Linked DNA regions of Oryctolagus cuniculus: all the other regions are linked to region 3. The links are chromatin contacts, called in public Hi-C maps. All regions are on one chromosome and are shown on one strand. The core of a region is the stretch at or near the end of the contact, and the rest is flanking DNA. Distances in the headings are between cores, read along the strand shown.

The links. Hi-C and Micro-C count contacts between places; a contact is called where the count stands out from the background.
Region 1: a contact with region 3 is called in a Hi-C map of an unstated tissue, with 4 times the contacts expected there. The contact joins the enhancer-like site here to the promoter of KLF3 in region 3. A contact is called at or near these places in 6 of 6 Hi-C or Micro-C datasets (ear pinna, embryonic fibroblasts, liver and 3 more).
Region 2: a Hi-C map of liver shows a contact between it and region 3, with 5 times the contacts expected there. The contact joins the enhancer-like site here to the promoter of KLF3 in region 3. A contact is called at or near these places in 3 of 6 Hi-C or Micro-C datasets (liver, psoas muscle and an unstated tissue).

Annotation. Positions count from the first base shown.
Region 1 is chr2:32,335,155-32,338,336 of mOryCun1.1, forward strand. No RefSeq gene overlaps it. Among named protein-coding and RNA genes, the nearest start is that of KLF3, 330 kb to the right of the region's middle. Within about 2 kb of position 1,422, at least 7 of the 8 cell types and tissues checked have an H3K27ac peak or open chromatin away from gene starts, as enhancers often do. A contact at or near this core is called in ear pinna, where this site is marked.
Region 2 is chr2:32,409,716-32,412,700 of mOryCun1.1, forward strand. No RefSeq gene overlaps it. Among named protein-coding and RNA genes, the nearest start is that of KLF3, 260 kb to the right of the region's middle. Within about 2 kb of position 1,311, at least 3 of the 8 cell types and tissues checked have an H3K27ac peak or open chromatin away from gene starts, as enhancers often do.
Region 3 is chr2:32,666,553-32,669,874 of mOryCun1.1, forward strand. KLF3 (KLF transcription factor 3) reads left to right here and starts at 1,927. Exons shown (of 6, transcript XM_070069638.1): 1 at 1,927-2,237. It overlaps LOC103352423 (serine/arginine repetitive matrix protein 1), which reads right to left and starts at 3,260. Exons shown (of 9, transcript XR_011386818.1): 1 at 3,246-3,260; 2 at 2,258-3,079.

The sequences.
Region 1 (3,182 bases), core at 172-2,671, 330 kb before region 3:
GTATGCAGATTGATGACTACAACCCCAGGGGTCCAAGGCAAGAGGGGGATGGTTTACAAAAACCCACTCCCTACTCCAGTAGTCCAATTCAAAATGCATTAAATCCACTCTCTCGTATTTGTATTGAGTGCACATTTGTACTGATTTGTATTTTCATAAACGTCGATAGGATGAAAGGAATAAGAATGATCTACAAAGGAGAGGAGGGAGTCGAGAAGTCAGATGAAAAGAAAGAGGTGATAAGCAAAACTTTCCAGATATACTGTGATGTAGAATTCTGACTTTTAAATCACGTAAGTGAAGTATTCCTTAAAAACAAAATTTTAATTTAAAACATTATCTATTGAAAAGGGCCCCCAGAGTCCTACTTTTGCAAAAGAAACACACCCTATGTAATTTGTGAAAAGTTATTTTAAATGCTCATGCTACCCTGTGTTTAAAATGGGGACAGCTTGCTTAGCATGAATGCAAGCCTGTAGAACCTGTTGGCCATAGAGCCTTGATAGGCTGCTGGAGGAGCCCTCGGCAGACGTGGATCTTTCAGTCTCGGCTTCCCAGGGAACTGGCTGAGCGGCCTCGCTGCTCCTCTCACCCTGACCCCAGCTGAATTCACACAGTTGTTCTGGGGCTCAAATGTAAAATCACTTGGAAAGTCGCAGTATCTTCCCAGATCTGTGTAGGTGGAGGCCCTTCCCAACAATCCACACAGCCTAAAATGGGACTTGTTACCTGAATCTCAAGGATGCTTGAACCGCTGGCCTTGGGCTGGGGTCCCGTGAAGGATGGTGTTGGTCGCCTGGCTTCCTACTCTCCCTCGCAGCCTTTCATCTGGGGGTGGAGGTGACTGAGGCACAACTCCGCTCCTCCAACAAATGAGCTTTAGGAACACAGAAGAACGACTTAAAAATTCACGGATTTTCAATCCTTTCCCTTCTCTACCTTAAAAATGTACAGAAGGCTGGAAGGGGCAAGAGAGGTGGTAGGAGTTTTGAAAGAGATTTCAAGAATAGAAAAGAAAATTGAGAGAAGCAGCGGCAGAATGCGTCCTGCTATGCTGACATGTTTCCCTTTCGATTTTGGTGGTGGTTTTTTGCTTTTCTTTTTTTTTTCTTTTTTCCCTCTTTTTTTTTTTCCTTCCCTAAAAAAATGTCTAGGATTTTGTCTCCTCTGAGCAGAAGCTTGGAAGGAAAACCTGACATCATCTCCAGAACTGTGAGGCTGCTTTGTGCTGCGGTCACTCAAATGCTTCTCTTCAATTCCCTGCAGCCGCCAACCTACCATGTGGCAGGTCTGGAGAGCCAGGGAGGGAGGCCCGGACGAGTGGAGCTGCCGGGGCGGGCGGGCGGCTCCCCGGGGCGAGGGCGAGGGCAGGCGGAGCCCCAGCTCCTCCCAGCCGGCGGAGCGCCTGGCCCCTCCTATTGCCACAGGGGAATAGGAGGAGAGACCTACATTTAAAAAGGCAGGAACCTACCAACTGCAGAGCTCCTAAAATGCAGAGTGAGAATTCCCATGTGTGAGGTCAAACGGAGGCCAAGAATTACCTAATCAGCTCTGAAAACCCCCTCCATAGGGGGTCAGGTCAGGCTGGTAACACCCCAAACCATTAACTAGAGCTACCACCTACCTCCACCAACCTAGCCTCAAGGTTGTTTAATTTTCTTGGTTTTTTGGTGTTTTGCCGGAGACAGTTTTTCTGGTGGCATTTCTGTGACTTCCTGTTTGTGACTGAGCCTTCCTTAGCCTACTTCCTTTTTTGGGGGTTAGATGGCCCTGACTACCATTTCCACCCAGATGCATGGAAAGGGTGTGTGCGTGTGCTGATGGAAACAGTTCGTGTTCTTTTTTATGTTATAAAACACCTTCCTGATACATTCCCGTTCTCTCTTGCTTCCCACAACACCAGGGTGTGCGCGATACCATTATGTCTAAGTTACAGAAAAGGAATAGAGCAAAGCCTGCCTCTGAATCCCTGATTCTGACTTATTCTGTAAGGGAGACTTAAATTGAGCTTATTTGGCAAAGCTCTGTTCCGGGAGAATTTATGTATTGAGTGTTTATTACAGGCTGATCCCGAAGAGTAAAGTCTGAGTTGGCTTGGTCCCTTTGCCAGAGTAGTGGAGGAATTCTTAAGGATGTGTTATTTCGTTTTGAGAGGGAGCTTCAGCAGTCTTTCAACATGGCTGTCCTAGGCCCATGCTGGGGTGTTCTCTGTGCTAGCCCCGGGGGTGCACTTCCAGCATCAGGCAGTAGGAGGAGCATGTGTGCAAGAGGAGGAGAGATCCGGCAGTGCAGGCAGGAAATGCCTGAGACCCACCATGTGTCCTTAGCAGGCCGGGGTTGGAAAAACTATTTTTTTTCCCCCTCTGCCTGAATGCTTAGAACCTATGGCTCCAGGCGTCTCTGCCAACACTTGCACTCACTGACTTGCAGGGTGGGAAAAAACCAGCCTCTGAGAGTTGTAGTCAAAGATTACATATGTCCACTGGATCAGAGGCAGGAAAAGCCTGCACACGCCTGCGGGGGGAGGATGTTGGCGGGGAGAGGGCCATCCGGGGTCTGCGTGTCACATGACCCCTGCCCAGAACAGAATTGTGTGCAGGCCACAGCGAGAGCTGGAATGTGAGCTGCACACAGAGGGAGACGTGTGTCTGATTGTGCACTGTATTTCTGGCTTCTCCAACAGTGCAGGTGGCTGGCTTGGCTCTCCAGGGCCTTTTACATGGGCCTCACATTGCAAGAGCCCACTAACCTCCGCTACGCTCTGACAAGGGCCTTGAAGTTGGGTAGAAAAAAAACATCCTTTGGCATTGTGTGACTCCACACCCAGCGGGACCCCAGGCAGAGGTGTGTGCAGTTCACCCTGGAATAGCTTGGAGTGCCAGTTGGTCACCTTCACTCCAGGCTGGGGCTTTCTCTCACTTCTCCTTTCTAGGATACAAGTTTAGTTCCTTACACATTTTTTATTTATCTTTTGGTGAGCTTCTATCCACTTTCTCACTCCTTAAATGCCTGCAACATCAAGGACTGGGCCAGGCTGAAGCCAGGAGCCAGGAACTCAATCTGGGTCTCCCCGTGGGTGACCAGGGAGCCAGCACTGGAGCCATCACTTGCTGCCTCCCAGGGTGCACATTAGGAAGCTGGAGTCAGAAGCAGGGCTGGGATTTGAACCTAGCACACTGACA
Region 2 (2,985 bases), core at 61-2,560, 260 kb before region 3:
AAGAGGTCAAAGGGTTGACTTGAATTAGGTTTGAAGGTTGGCTGGGATTCAATTACCCATGACCCTCTAGGCTCTCCTGCCAGCCATGATTAATGGAGACCCACTGAAGTGGGCTGGGATTGCTAACACTGCAATCAACATCACTATTATTTTGAGAATGAAGACACTGGAATTATCTGAAGAGCATTCTGAAGCCACAGGAGATTTCTTAGGCTGGAGCTATCCTGGTGCTTTAGCTCAGGAACAGCACAGGGCTCAGATTAGGAGACAAGAGGTATTTCTGAGTGTAGCTGGGGAGTCCCCGCTGCTGTTTGTTCTTGCCATCATGCTGGCCTGCTGTAGATCAGTTATCATTGAGGGCTGTGGGTGGTTTGGATCTGGATCCTGAAAACACCTTACTTGTGTTTACTTGGGGCATATATTAGGGAAAGAGGCTACTTTGCAAATCAGAGAATCCCCTCAATTAAAAGAAGAAAAGAAGCTGCCCCATTGTCACCACTTTCCTGTTTCCAATGTGGGTTTTCCTTCTCAGCCTCACACTGAGGTTTATCTAATCTCGGACCAGGGGTGGATGAAGGCCTTGGGAACCAGGGCCCAGCTGCAAGTTTGTTTTCCTACAGAAACATCCTTGTGGAGCCGATCTTTCAGGAGGTATTTTTGAAAATCTGATGACAATCACAGTGGCTTGTTGGATCCAAGTGAGCTGGCAGTAAGTCGGGTTTTGTTGTTTTTGGGTTTTGTGCCACATGGGGTCAGTTTGCACATTGATCTGTATAGCTGTGCTTAGCAATAGCAAATCTTCTATTAGCAAAGGAAGCCCAAGGAGACGTAACACAGATTTTCGCTTTTTTTGCTACAACCCCAGCTCTGCTCCTTGACCTCTGTCCAGCTATCTTTTCCGAGCTCAAGGCTTGTCATCTGGCTGCTGGGGACAAGTTAAGGGATCGCTGTGGCACCCAGCCCTCTGCCCCCTCCTAGGCCAAGGGCTTAATGAACCCAGTGGGAATGGAGTCCAGTGTTCTGAGAGTCATTGCCCTTCTGTGTCCTAATAACGTAGCTGTCTCTGCGCTAATCCACTTCCCTCTAAGAACACAATCCATACGTGTGATTTGATGTATGGGTTCTCAAGCTCACTGAATGAGCTCAAACTTGAAAGAGATCCAGATCATAATAACCCCTATTATTTTTAGAGCATTACCTCGTCATTCTGATGAATTCGCTTAGAGGGCTGCTCCCTGCGGCTTCCCCAGGGAGAGGCACAAGAACACAGATTTCCTTTGGTGGGAGTTCACATGTTTAGAGCTGTAACATAGCAGATCATTGTGAAATCTAATGGGTGCTTGGCCCATGCCAAATAAGCCCAGCACCCAAAGCACATAAAGAAATCATTGAAAGACACTGGACTGAATCCAAAAGGCCGTGGCTAATGTTTCACCTAATCTCGATCCTGGTCTCTCCCGCTGCCCACTGCCGGCCCCACCCACCAGATATGCAGAGTGTCCCTGCAGCTGCTTCTAGCCCATTTGCAACCTTTAACCCCAGGCAGAAGAGTGAGGACGCTTTTTGAAGCCCAGAGCCAAAAGGGGGACAGAGGAGTCGCAGGAGCAGGCAGAGGGGGAGGGTGGTTGGAGGTTGGAAGGGGTTAATTCCCTGGGGGTGGGGCTGCAGGCTGACCCGAGACAGGCTCCGGGCCACAGAGAAAGCCCGGTGGGACTGGAGGTGACACTGGGTCAGAACCCCAGGACTTGGAGCAGGAATGTATATGAGCTGGGAACAAAAGTTTCAAAAAGAGGCAGTGAAAAAAAATGCGCGTTTTTGTTTTCAATTCTTTTTATCTTGGCTCTATCTCAGGCACCAGTGACTCCGGAACTTTAGAAGCTAAGGGCGGGGTGGGGTGGGGTTTGGTGATTTTTTTTTTCTTTTCCTCTTAAAGGGAAGGAACAGAGCGCTCCTCGAACATGTATAATTTGCTTGAACATGATCCCAGCCACTAATAAAAATATTGAGCAATATTTCATTCTATCTCTCTGGAACTGGCATTTGCAAAGGTGGTATTGACAGATCAGAGAGCAGAAAGGAATTCTGCCACTACCCGTGGAGGAATTTGGACCTGCGAGAGATTTTTGCTGTTAATTATTGATGATTTCAGCTGCCCTAAGCCAGGCTTTATGTTTCTAAAGAGTATGTGCAGAATTGGTAACAAAAACCATCATTTGTTCCTGGTAAGGGCTACTGGGCTTCAGAGAAAAAATCTTTAGACCCTGTATATGAGATAGAGAGAGATTAATTCATAAAACCCAGAAGTTTAGCTGAACTTCCAGCCTGGAATTTATTTTTTGAACAACAGAGATGGATAATAGCCTGAGATAACACAGTATATGAAAACTCAAACGTGCCACATTCCTGATAGAGAAATGGCGGGCGCAGGTTATGGGAGGATTGATTACAAGGGCTTTTTAAATAAAAGTGTCTTCAGTGTCTTGAGGTGAGGGAGTGAGTTTGTGTGAACTTGTGAGGATCCCGTGTCAGTGTTCCCTGTGCAAACATCATTCTCAACAGCAGGCAGCCCCCCTCGCCCCCCCAGCTCTGGGGGCGTCATAAGGGCTGTGGGGAATGCAGGTAAAAAGAGAAGCTTGCTTTAGCCCTGGACCCTTGAAGCCCTCACTTAGTTCTTCCCACCGCTGAGCTTCTCCAGGAACTTTTTAAAGGTCCCTCATCCCTCTGAGGTTGAACCCGGCACTACCACTCAGAGGAGAGCGACTGCACCACTCCCCTCCCCAACCTCAGTTTCTCCATCTGTCAAATGAGGAAGGGATACCGCCGGCAGGGAACAATGGAGATGAGCCCTTCTTGCAGGCTGGATGCCCTGACCTGTGTCAGGTAAGATGCAGCCTCAAACAGCTGGGGCCCGGCCAGCTTGCGACTGTTTCTTTGATTTACTTATTCATTTATTTGAAAGAGTCACAGAGAGGGAGAGACAGAGAG
Region 3 (3,322 bases), core at 677-3,176:
TTCCTCTCCCTAGCTGCCTCCCATACCAAAGCCACTCCCTTCCTATCTTGGACCACACTTCTTTCTCTCCTATAGACCTATTTCACTCTTTGGGTCCTCACTCACATGAGGAACACAGAAAACACAGTTCACACACTTCAGGTTTCATCACTCTGTGTCCTTGGCATGAAATCCCTCTTTTCTGAGCACCTACTATGCCCCAGGCACTGACAAGCAAACAATTCCATCAGTCATCACTAGCAGTTTTTCAGCTCCTACAAATACAAGGCAGCTAACCACACACTTAATGATGCCAGTGATCAACGAATTGCAAATAACTAACACGGATCTAACTTTATGTTTTGCATCTCTCTTTGATACACTAAAAATTAAAAAAAAAAAAAAAACCCTCCATCGCTTTGCATTTTAAAGCTTAATCGGATGGGGCGGGTCGGTGCTGGGGACTCCCCACATGGCCGTGCATGTGCGCGCACCTTTTACAGTCAGAAATTTCACTCCCTGAGGTGAATTTTATGACACCGTGTAGTTACACGAAGGGGCTCGGACTAATTTTACCACACCGTGTGGTTACACGAAGGAGCTCGGAATACAGACATCGCTGCGTTTCCAGTAGTACCACGCCCGGATGGGGCTTCAAAGTGAGAATGGTGAACTCCCGAGGCCTTTAAAACATCTTGAAGCAATAAGAAGCCATCGGCTGCAGCAAGGGCGTTTTTTAAACACTACACAGGCTAAAACAATCGAACCAATTTGTTCTTTGTTCTTTTTATTGCATTCTTTATGACATTAATTCTGTTTAAAAAGAAACTCAGAAAGGCATTGGACTCTAGCACCAAGCTCCACAAAGTGCCGCGAAGGGCCTGGCTGGCCGGGAAAGCGCGTGTCCGCCCAGCTCGTGCGCGCCGGGGGCCCAGGGGCGCCACGCGAAAGGAGAGGTCGCGGGCCGAGCCCTCGGCCTGGGCGGGAGGACCCGGCCCAACTTGGCCAAGTTGGGCCGCAGGCCCGGCCCGTGGGAGGTTGGCCCCCGGGGTCTCCTGGCTCTCAGGGAGAAGTCCTCCCGAGGCGGGAGGCGCCGCCTGGGGCCTGCCGCCCTGGGGCACAAAGGAAGAGCGCGCCAACAGGGAGTCGGCGGACCCTTGGAGGCCAGGGGCCATTTTAGGCCGAAGTCCGCCCGCTCCAGGAGCCTGTCCTTCCCCGGCGGCCGCCCGCGTTCTTCCGAATGCGTCCCGGCCACCCGCTCCGCCGCCGCCTGTGCTGTTTTTTTTTCCCCCATTAGAGTTGTGTGTAAGGCTTGGCCCCGGAGCGGCCGCGCTGGCCGCGGGGCCCAGCCCTTCCCGCCGCGCCCAGGGCCGCCCTTCCCGCCGGAGCCGGCTGATTGATGGCCGCGGCCGCCCGGGTCCCCCGCCTCGGCTCGCCCGCGAGCCCGGCTGTGTGTTTTGGAAGCGGCGCAGCGGGCTGCAGCCGCGCGACGCCCCGAGCGGGCAGCGCCGCCCTTCCTTCCCCCCGGGCTCGGGCGGCGGCGCGGCGGCCCAGAGCGCGGGGAGGGGGCCGGGCGCGCCGGGCGGGGGGCGGAGGGCGGAGGCCGCGCACGCCCAGCCCCACGGGCCGCGCCGCGCCTCGCGGGACAGGTTCGGCCGGCGGGGCGGCGCCCGGCTCCGGGGAATAATGAGTGTCTGTCAGGCCGTCCCCGGGTGACTGGGCGGGGCGGGGCGGAGGCGGCGCGGGAGGCGGGGGCGGCGGGGGAAGGGCGCAGGGCGGGGTGCGTGTTTGCGCGAGTGACTCGGCCGACCCCTCGGGCGGCTGCCTCCACCCAAGTGGGTGGGGACCCGCCCAGCCCGGGCGGCCGCGGCGGCTCCCTCTCCCCTCCCTGACCCTCCCACCCCGGGTCCCAGCCTCTACTTACCCCGCCAGCCCCGGGAGGCTCGCAGAGCGAGCGGCGCCGGCGTCATGTGACTGCCCGGAGTTGGTGCCAGGAGCCAGAGGGGAGCCAGGAGCGGAGCCGCGCGGAGCCGGGGCCGAGCCGGAGCGCAGCGCGAGCGCCCGCCGAGCCCTCACCGCGCCGCGCCCGCCGCACGCGCGTCCGTCCCCGTGCCCGACCCCGTCCCCTGCGGCCGCCGCCGCCGCCAGCGCTGCGCGGCCTGGGGCGCTGACACCACCGCGCTCGCGGGGCTCCGGGCAGCCCGGATCCGGGCCTCCTTTCTCTCCGGTCGCCAGCGCTCTGCACCGCGCTTAGCAAAGTAAGTCCCCTCGCCCTCACCTTGCCTGCTTGCCCCGACTCCTGCCGCCCTCTCCGCAGCTCCGCTGCCTTCGTTTGTTTCTTACGGGTGGGTGGGTGGCTGGCGGGGGTGTGTGTGTGTGTTGGGGGGGGTGGGTATGGCCCGCCGGGGGGTGGGTTGGGGTGCAGCGCGGGGGGCGCCTGTGCGCTTGGGAAAGTGCAGCAGCTCCTCGCAGCCGGGAGTGGGGGCGGAGAGGAAGGCGAGGGGAGGAGGCCCCCTGCTCGCGGTTGAAAGTGTGGGATTGGGGGAGACACCGTGCGGATCCTGGGTGCCGGCGAGCGAGGCCGGCGGGGAGGGCGCGGGCGGGGGCTCACCTGTGTGGTCCCCCGGCCTGCGCCCGCCCCCGACTCCCCCCCAAAGCCCCAGATCCCCGGTGCGGTCCGCGTGCGGCAGCGTTGTCCGGAGCTAGGTAGCTCCGAGGCCGCGCGCCGCTGCTCCTCCCCCTCCCGCCCCCGCCCGCGCCCCCCTCCCCGGACGGGGCGCGCGGCCGCTCGCCTGGCAGCGCAAACTTGGAGCAGCCTCTCGGGCCCTGCGGGAAGAAACTTGGGGCCGTCGGGACGGCAGGCAGCATCCCGTTCTAGGTCCTGGAACCCGGCAGCTGCCGGGGCGTCTGGATCCTCGGGGGCGGGGGAAACAGCGCCGGCCGGGTCGCCGGAGTTCTCCCGGGGGCACGGAGGGAACCTGCCGCAGTGCCTGGAGCGGGGATTGCGGCGTGGCTGGAGGCGGAGAGCGCCTGGGGCGGCAGCCTGCAGCCGGAGGGACCCGAGCCGTGTGCGGCGGACAGAGGGGCTGGCCCACGGGCCCTACCTGACGTTTCAGAGTGGCTTTCTCGGAGGTGGCAGATAAGACCTGGACTCGTCATATTCATTTCTTTGGTAGATGCTTTAAATTTTACGGCACCGTGCAGTGCTACCAGATGAAGAACGGGAATGGGACTTATTTTTCAAAGATTAAATGGAAATTGCTCACCTTATTGCGTTTCATGAAAATAAACATTTCATTTGGATCACTGGATTTTTTTTACTCAGTTTATTTTCCCATTAGTA